Regions from separate parts of the Mus musculus genome. Here region 1 is linked to region 2. The links are chromatin contacts, called in public Micro-C maps. All regions are on one chromosome and are shown on one strand. The core of a region is the stretch at or near the end of the contact, and the rest is flanking DNA. Distances in the headings are between cores, read along the strand shown.

Region 1 (4,456 bases), core at 1,261-3,760, 330 kb after region 2:
CAACTATACTCTTCATCTGTCTGGGGAATCCCACATTCTGTAAGAAACAGTATCTGAAGGCACCATTTATTTAAGTGGAAAAATTATAATGTGCTACATAATAACCCCGAAATACCAACTAAATTATTAACGCAAAGTACAATTCCTATATATAAGTACCAAACAGTAAGCCCAAGTAGAAAAAACCTAAATATCAATTCTCAATTACCCAACAGCTAATGCACAGTAAATATGCAGCTGTTCTGGGTAGAATAAGGTGGCCTCTTTTAATAGAAACAGTTTCTACATAGAATTCTGATAGAACCATCAGTATAACAATAGCCTTTTCCTGTATATTGGTGAACTTGGAAGAACATTTTTTCCCCTTTAAAAAAAAAAAAACTCAGATAAATGATGCTATACCAAGGTGTGCCTGTTAAGTTAGAAACTAAAGTAGCCACTCTCTCAGAAACCTGTATCTTGAGAAATCTTCAACAGAGTGATCTTCGTTGCCAGTGTACCTGTAAACTCAAGCAGTTGCTTTGAAACTACCCCATTGGTCTTTGGGGACCAGCTAGTCCAAGCTGGATGACGGTGTGGTCACAACAGCACACAGCTGTCGCCACCCGTAAATGGCTTTTCCTGAATCTGCCAGTGCAAACCAGAATGAATCTGACAGCCTAAAACACCAGAAGCTCAGCCCGTGGCAGTTGTGGAAGCCGGAAGTTGAGCATCCAGGTGTCCTTGGTATCTCAGAGGCAGAATCCGACTCCAGCAACCACTTGGCTGCTTGCAGCTGCTGACAACACTCCAGGTCCTTGTTTTGCAGGCACACAATCCACCCCTCAGGTCTTCACATCTCTGCTCTCTGTCTTCCCCCTTTGCCTCTTATCAAAGTAAGAGCCCACCCTTGATCTTACTGCGCTCTTTCCAATGTTTTAGATAGATCACATCTGTGAAGACTCTTCTCCAATTCATCTCCTTTGCAATGCTTTCAGTGGGTGTGTCTTCGGAAGAAAGCTGGCACATTCAACCTGTTGAATCAAGCTTGGTTTCACTAGCTAGCATCAATTCTAGAGAGCAGACCTTGCAGAGGCAGGGAAGCCATGCATCTCCTCCCGCACGTTGCACGTTGACAACACAATTATCAATTCTTACTTTCAATGTTCTTTTAATTTGAAAAACAATGGAGGACTCAGAAGTTTTTGTTTGAGGAGGTTGAGGAGTAGGGGGTCCCCTGACTGAGGTATATATAACTAGTCCTTAATGGTTTCTTGACAGTACCACTGCCTATAGGTCTAAAGGCCATCTAAGAGGCAGGGGCTTGCGGGTCTGAGGGGCAGAGGAGTGATCCTGTGGAAGGTGACTCTCGGGGTCTCTCTGGAACTGCATGAAGAGCTTTGTGGGTTTTCTGGTTTCCTTTCTTAGATTGCTTCTGAAGTATTTCCATAAACGCTACCAATAGACAGCATTCCAAGTGAGACAGTGCATAAACAAAAGTAAAAGGGGACTCTCTAGACTGTCATATTTGAGGGTTCATCTCTGGAGTTTGTGACTGGTGACTTGGGTAGAAATCACCAAGCAACTGAGCTCAGAAATCTGACCCAGTTTTTTATTAATTATAAATAAAGGTACTGGCCAGTGTTTACAAATGTAGATACTTACACATTTTTATAAGCATACACACCCATTTACACAGTGAGTGTGTAACCAGTGAGCACTCAGTGATGACCTTGCAGACATCTTTTTTTTTTTTCTGTTATCAACAGACTTCACCCTTCTGAGATTTTCCCGACTTTTCCCCACTCCTTTAACTGCCTCTTTAAAAAAAAAAAAAATTAAATAACATTTTCTTTCAAGCCCTCTACTGTTACAGTGTTTCAGCCATCAAAGTCCGCTCCTGGCCATTTTCATTTACCTTGTGACTCTGACCCTTTGTGAAGCTTGAGCATTTTCAGAGTAAGCTGATCCTGCGGGTCCCCAAGGACGTTATTCTCATTTATTCGCTCAGCCCTTTGAATGGAACGGGCTGCCCTTGGCAGCGGTTCAGCGGGCCCACATTCAAAGAGCACACAGTCTTTTCTCTTCCAGAGGCCTTTCAAAAGGCGGCCCAGGGTTTGTCCAAGGGCTCTAATGGATGTCAGTCATTGAGCACGCTACATTTCATTCATGGCTGCCAGAGAACGTGATGAGTCCAGAAGTAGACAAAGAAAAGCAGCAGACAGTGGGGTTGAAGGATAATTTTCCCAGCCTGTGTGACATGGTGTTCCGGTAGGAGTGGGACTGGGGGACTTACGACAGGGGAGATGAAACCCAGGAGTTAGCTTGACTTAAAGTCTCGCCCAAACCTCCTAGATAACCTTAGAGGCAAGATCTCATGAAACAGCATTTATCAGAAAGGCTGGTGCCCTGGAGGAAAGAGAGCTGCGGCACACCAGCCCGTTTCTCCTTTCCCAGGTGTAAATGAAGCCATAGAAGCTGCCTCTGTGCTTTCTGCATAGACACCTCTGGCAGTTAGCTCTACTTTCCCAAACTCCCAATGCTTGTGATGTTGGAGTCTCTAGTGAGGAGATGTCTGGTGAAGCTCGGAGACAGTCCCAAGGGCATGGATGGGGGGTGGGGACAAAGGCTTGGCTGGGACCTCTGTACCTGCCAACTGGTGTGTCACAGAGAAGCTAAAATTACTGGCTGGACAATTATCTGATTAAAGAGAACCTTTCATTTGAGGCTTAAAAAAAAATCCAGACTGAAATCAAAACCTTCTAGTAAGTTTACTTAAACTACTTAAAAAAAAATCTATACAAAAGAGGAGTGATTTTTAAAAAAAGAAAAAGAAAGGGGAGAGGAAAAAAGGAAGGAGGATAGAAAAGAAAAGGAAAAGAAAGGAAAGGAAAGGAAAGGAAAGGAAAGGAAAGGAAAGGAAAGGAAAGGAAAGGAATAGACAAAGAAAAGTGAAAAAAAGAAAGGGTGCAGAAGGCACAGTTCTTTCTAGAATTTTCTCTTTTTCTTTATTTTCTGGCTTTCTTTGTTTTGGAGTGAGGGTTTCATAGCAAAATTATACAGTAGAAACTTCTCGTATCAGATTTAGTCTTAGATATCTTCACACACACACACACACACACAGAGCACTCAAAATTATAGTTTTAAATTAGTTGAGTCAATTGATTAAATAAGGTTCCGCTGATTCCCCCAAACCGATTCATATTTTCTTAGCTTCACTGGAATTCTCTTGAATTATGCCTCTGTCAGGCTGCATCAGAACTGTGTTTTTATGGGTCCTGGATTCCACAGAGGCTGTTGTGGTTTGAAAATAGCAGAACAATGTGCTGCTGCTGCCCCAACCAGTTAATGACCTGCACCGTAGCTAAAGGCCCCAAACCACATGAGGCAAGCGGGCTGGGCCTGCCTGGAATGTGTGACAACCGGAAAAGGGACCCTCATCTCGTCTTTCAATATGTGCTGAGTTGGTGTCATCTTGAAATCTTACTAATAACTTCACCATAGTTTATTATGCTGCCTTGTCTGCTTTAATGAGAGAGAGAGAGAGAGAGAGAGAGAGAGAGAGAAGAGAGATTGCAAATTGTGAAGTCAGCAAATAGCAATGTCAGAACTTATTTGCAAAAAATAAAATTCTTAGTCTAGAATAAAGACTTCAGGGTTTTGAGGCTACAAAATAACTATGTGCTGGTAGTGTTTCTTAAAGGCTTGCATTAAGCCCTGCATGCACGCACCCAGGGATACACACACCAAATTGTGCGTCTTTGTTAGAAAAATAAACCAGAGAGGAAGTACAGGAGGAAGGGAACAAATGAAGGGAGAGGAGTAAAAGCAGCAGGATGTGCAGAAGGAGCTAGGGAAAGAGGGAATGGCAAAAGAATCAAGAAAGATCAAATTCTTGTCTACATATGCACCATTTGTGCTCAGAGATCAGCTTGATCAAAAGATACACACCATCCAATGGAATGGTGACTACACACACACAAAACACGCACCTTCAAAAGCCTTAGAGACCACAGGAAGGCAGATGCTGACAACAGTATTCAATTTGTTCTTCCTTCCTACACAGTGGTTCTAGTCCCAAGCCCCGCCCTACCCCAGAACACACTCATGTATCATCACGAAGACTCTGTTTAGTGCTTACGTCTTCTTCTGTCTCCAGTCTACCTCAGAGCTGCCTCTGCTTCTTACGGAAAGTAAGTCATGGCGTGACAGCCTCTGGAGAGCCCCAGCCTGGCCCCTCCGGCTGGCACAGGTGGCACTCAGAGCCTGCGCGTTGCTCCCCTGGTCGGCAGCTTGCCATGACTCAAACACCCGATTCCTGATGAACTTAATTGTTTCAAAAGCATTTTCATGTGGGAGCCTAAACTCTCCACCAGCAAGCTTTTCCATCCTTTTTAGATCTGTAACTGTGTCACAACGTCTACACCCCTCCCGTCCACCCACTGCAGAACAGCCTTTGAAATTGCTAACCCAACCT
Region 2 (4,619 bases), core at 994-3,493:
GGATATTATTGCAACTCACTCTGGCAGTCCTTCCACACAAAACAGTCTGTCTTACATTGCTATTGCTTTTTAAAAATTTCTTGGGATAATATATTTTTTTAAGTACAAATGTCTTTGAATGCAAATGTCTTAAAATGCACCATAAAGCATATCAAATTATTTTGTTTTAGAATTCTTTCCCTTCAGCCTCTGCTAAATTTTGTTTCTCAGGTATAAGTCTGACAAAAATATATGTTGTTTTTTTTAAAGTAAAATAAAAAGTAGGTACCGTTTCTACTTAAATATCAAACTTTATTGGGAAATTGTATCAAATACAAGTTTTGTCCTTAAAACTTAAAAAATTAAATTAAATTAAAAGAGAAGCACTCAGCAAACAAAAAAGCCACAGTCCACTTTCAGCGCTGTCAGTCACCCACGGGTAAATGAAACTTCAGAAGTTGTTGATGGGAGTCCGGGTTGCTAAACACTCCTAAAGACTCCCACCTAAGTCCCCCAGGAGCCTCGCTGAAACTGACAAACGCTCATAGGTGCAAAAAGGCGGCGCTAAGAGAAGAGCAACAAAATACCATATTCAAGAAGATGTATTTCGCTCCAACAATTACGTTGATCCCAGAGTGCGGAGCCAAAGGGGGTGAGGGAGAAAGAAAACTGTTAAGTGTGGGCTCTTAATGTGAAACCCAACCTGTTGGATCTCTTTAGGTATCAGATTTTGGAAGTGTCTGTAATGACAGCCAGGAAAGCAAATTAATGGCCAAGGGCCCACTGGGTTTGAACACGAGACTCCAGTTACCTTCTCACAGATCAAGTACACAACACACACGCACACGGAGGTGCCCCACGTGTAGCTGCGCAGAAACCAAAACACACGCCACGCGCTTGGTGAGCCGCCACCTAGGTTGTCCCCGCGCGGGGATGCGCGCCTTCCACGGGGGCCCTCGAGTTCAGGAGGCTCCCTGAATGGTCCCTGCGTTGTCCGGGAGAAAAGGAGAAGGCCACGCCGATCCCACCCAAACCGCAAACCCCGTTAGTCTCCCAGGAACTTGAAAGATGTGAGCTGAGGCGCTAACATCCCAAACAAGGGGACGGTGGCAAAAATCAAACTGCACTCCCTTAGTTTTGCCACCGCTCTGCCACCAGGCTCAGTCAAAACCTCCTTGTTTCTTTCAGAGAGATTGCGAATCTCGAATACAAAGAAAAAAGGAAAAGAATTTAGTGCTAATAGAAAAATAAAATGAAAAGTTTGGGGTTGCTGTGGCTTGCAAAACGAAACGGGCTCACACAGTCTGTCTCCCAGTCACAGATGACCAAGCTCTACAAGCGTTTAGAGTGCCAAGGCCACCCCAGATCCAGTGAGCTCTGAGAGAAACCTGCTCGCCCCAGCCTGGTCCTTGGCTTTGGAGAAGTTAGAATTGCTCCTCAGCATCCGCTCCTGGAGCCAATGAACGCGACTCCTCTGACAAGGCGCCTCTAATTTCACAGACCCTGGCACACTGCAAGAGACATTCGTCCACGCCACGTAAAAACCATTAAAGTGACCCCCCCCCCCTGTTTAGACTGCGACCGGTACCTGGAGACCAGGGCTTGGCCTCTGGGTACACGCGCTCCCGGCCTCACGCAAACCCAGGCGCCCACGGCTCTCCAAGGGACACTGAGTGAGGCAGCACCCTTACTCCACGTAGCAGGTCATCACAAAGTATTAAATGTCACCGGGTGGGAGTGGGAAGAGTCTGGTGTAAGCTTCCCGGGCGACAGGGAACAGGGTGCAGGCAGGTAGGATCCGCACCCGGGGACGACGCGAGACTCACTCAGGTCCTGTGGCGCTAGACAAGAGGGGTTACTGGGGACCAGGTCGTTGAGGGTCTTCCTGGGCGAGCGTACCACTGAGGTCCTAGGGACCCTGGCCATGGGACACTGCTGTTGGATCATCGGGGAGAACTCCGAGGCTCACACACTCTCCCTGCGCGCGACCTCCATCCCCAGATCCCCATTCACGCACTACAAAGTGTCTAGCTAGCACTTTCTAGGGGACAGTTTGGGGGAATCATCCAAATCTGGACACACCTCCCCCCTCCATTGGACTTCAAAAACCGGGTCGGATGAAGAGAGGACACTCACCTCTGGCGGCCCGGACCGCCTTGGACTCCCGAAGTTCAATTGTCTGTCCCAGCCAGTGATCTGCGGGTCCGATCTACGTATTTACTCGCTTTCCTTCCAGTGTCTAAGTTTTCCCTTCGCGCTGTGTCTCTGGTAAAAACAGGACATCCCTTTCGGCCACCCCCAACAAATAGCTTACACAAGTGGGGGAGAAACAGGGCGGGGTGGGGGAGCCGGCTGCGAGGGGGGGGGGGGGAGGACGAAAGGAGCCGAACCAAAGTCCGAGCAGCCGAGCGGCGTTAGCGAGCAGAAGAAAAGAGAAAGCGCGCGCGCGCCGGGTGGCCGGGCGTCCCTCCGCAGGTCCCCGCCGCTCAGTCCCCTCTCTAGGGCGCCGACCGGGAAAGGTTTGCGCGCAAGCCGGGAGCCGCCGGAGCGTGCGCCGCGCCGCGGGCAGCCTCTCCCTAGCGCGCGGAGCTGGAGCCTAGAGGCAGGAGGCGGGATGTGGGGGGGTTGGGGGGGGACGTCGCCGCCTGCGTCCTGGGGCTAGGGTGGCCGCTGGGGGCCTCCCGGCAGGCCGCCGGAAGAGCAGGAGATCTTGGCGGGCGCAGAAGCCCTCTCTTTTTATTCGATCTCTGGAAACTGCCTGTTATCATCGGCTTTTTTTTTCTTTTTTGAGGTCTCGCGTGGGGGGACCTCCGGGGCTCCCCGGCTCTGCGCGTCTCTGGTGGCGCCGCGGTAATCTCCGCGCCCTCTGCGCCGCCTCACCCCGCCCCCACCCCGCCTGGCGCTGGCCACCGAGGCCTTTAGACTGAAGGGACCAGCCCGCCACCGGGCTCCTCGGTCCCCCACCTGCTTCTGGGCGGCGGTCCCCTAACTACCCTGTGCGAGCTACAGGCCCTCAGTCGGACTCCTTGCCACTTACCCCAAGAGAGGAGGCAGAAGGGACTCTAGTCCACTTGCAACAAAGTTAAACGCCAACTGACACCAGCCCAAAGCTTGCTCTGGATTTAGGAAAGAGCTTTTTCCTGGAGATGGAAGCGATGAAGGAGTTAGCAGCGTGCAGACGGGCAGCACTGGGAAGTGCCTGGGCCCCTTCCAGGCCGGGCGCAGCTATAGGCGCCCCTCCCAGGCGCCCAAAGGTCAGACTGCAGTGACTTCCAAAGGCCAGTCAGAACTGCTCAGGGCACACTGCTGAAATGGCATTTTGAGCCTATGCCTTCTGTTGATGTCTTTTGTACCTACATTGGATTTCATATTTCACAGACAAATATAAATATCACACTCTTGGACCAAAGCAAAGACAATCCCCAAATATTACTCCCATATAACCCCACCTTTCCCTAAAGCCCATTGTCTCCATCAGTAACATCTGTCCTGATACTTTGATAATGTGTATCAACTCATTTTGAATTTATTGTCAGTTGCTGTACTGCTCACTTGTGGTTCACGCGTGTTTGTTTAATTAATTTCCTAATAGTTATTAAAGCTGTATAAAAGATAACCAAGGCCCAAAGAAATCAAAATAATTTTTCCCAAAGAAAATCAAGTCATCTCTAGCAACAACGCTGCCTTAGATATGGCCATAGGGATGAAAAAAAAAAAAAAACCACTCCACTTCGAAGAAAATCTAGTTTTAATATTTTTATCAACTAAATGATATTCTGGACTTTTTTCAGAAACAAATTTCATCCTTCACTTGAGCTTGGTTTTATGTTACTAACAGGAGCCCTGAACTCTAGTTTAAAAGGAAAATCCATGCTGAATATTTGTTTTTAATGAGCGGGGCATTGTCTACAATGATTAAGAGGAAATGGAAAAGATGCTGGGGCTTTAAATTTAAGCTGATAAAGGTAGTGTCTTCCCTCTGCTTGCTTATTGGCTGTTTCTCCCACAGATCAGTTTCAGGGAGCTTGAGCCAGGCCAGGCCTAACTTCCCCCTTTCTGGCTCTCTGAGTGGAAGGGTTTCTGGTGGTGCTTTGCAGCCTTGGGAGCATTACCCAGAGTGCATTCCTGCGATGGAGAGGAGCACCGGTTAGTATACACTCAAGGGACATCAGCAACAAGAAAACCTCAATTATTTTGTTGTCTCCAGTTCATAGTTCAAAGTGCTGTATTGTCGGTTGGTTGGATGTTTTTGTCCACGTGACAAAGCTGAGATTCGAATGAGTCTGTATACATCCCAATCTATATTTTTAGCCTCTGGGATGCTTTCAGTAGTTGTGGTTGTCAAAAAAAAAAAAAAAAAAAGCAGCCATTCTTTTCGATACAGCATGCATGCCAGTGGCTCAAATAAGAGACTATAACAGTTAATCTGTTGGTGTCAGACTCCTCCATGAATATAGCAACTAAGACTAGAGTAGCATTCTCCTCAAAAGTGAGCAAGCATCCATTTCCTTTTGGTACAAGACTTCATATTTTGACTTTATCTCTTAAAAGGATGGAAAGATTTTTTTCTTTTTCTTTTTCTCCCCCCCCCCCCCCCCAACAGGATTTCTCTGTATAGCCCTGGCTGTCCTGGAACTCAC

The links. Hi-C and Micro-C count contacts between places; a contact is called where the count stands out from the background.
Region 1: a contact with region 2 is called in a Micro-C map of the MC3T3-E1 cell line, with 2.8 times the contacts expected there. The contact joins the enhancer-like site here to the promoter of Eya4 in region 2. A contact is called at or near these places in 11 of 39 promoter capture datasets (the 3T3-L1 cell line, cranial neural crest, embryonic stem cells and 6 more), 3 of 484 Hi-C or Micro-C datasets (the MC3T3-E1 cell line, cortical neurons and muscle stem cells) and 5 of 115 datasets of contacts at active chromatin or transcription factors (SST interneurons, craniofacial prominence, embryonic hindbrain and 2 more).

Annotation. Positions count from the first base shown.
Region 1 is chr10:23,672,806-23,677,261 of GRCm38.p6, forward strand. No RefSeq gene overlaps it. Among named protein-coding and RNA genes, the nearest start is that of Gm35291, 36 kb to the right of the region's middle. Within about 2 kb of position 2,511, at least 49 of the 459 cell types and tissues checked have an H3K27ac peak or open chromatin away from gene starts, as enhancers often do. A contact at or near this core is called in the MC3T3-E1 cell line, craniofacial prominence and muscle stem cells, where this site is marked.
Region 2 is chr10:23,347,647-23,352,265 of GRCm38.p6, forward strand. Eya4 (EYA transcriptional coactivator and phosphatase 4) reads right to left here and starts at 2,244. Exons shown (of 19, transcript NM_001347372.1): 1 at 2,116-2,244.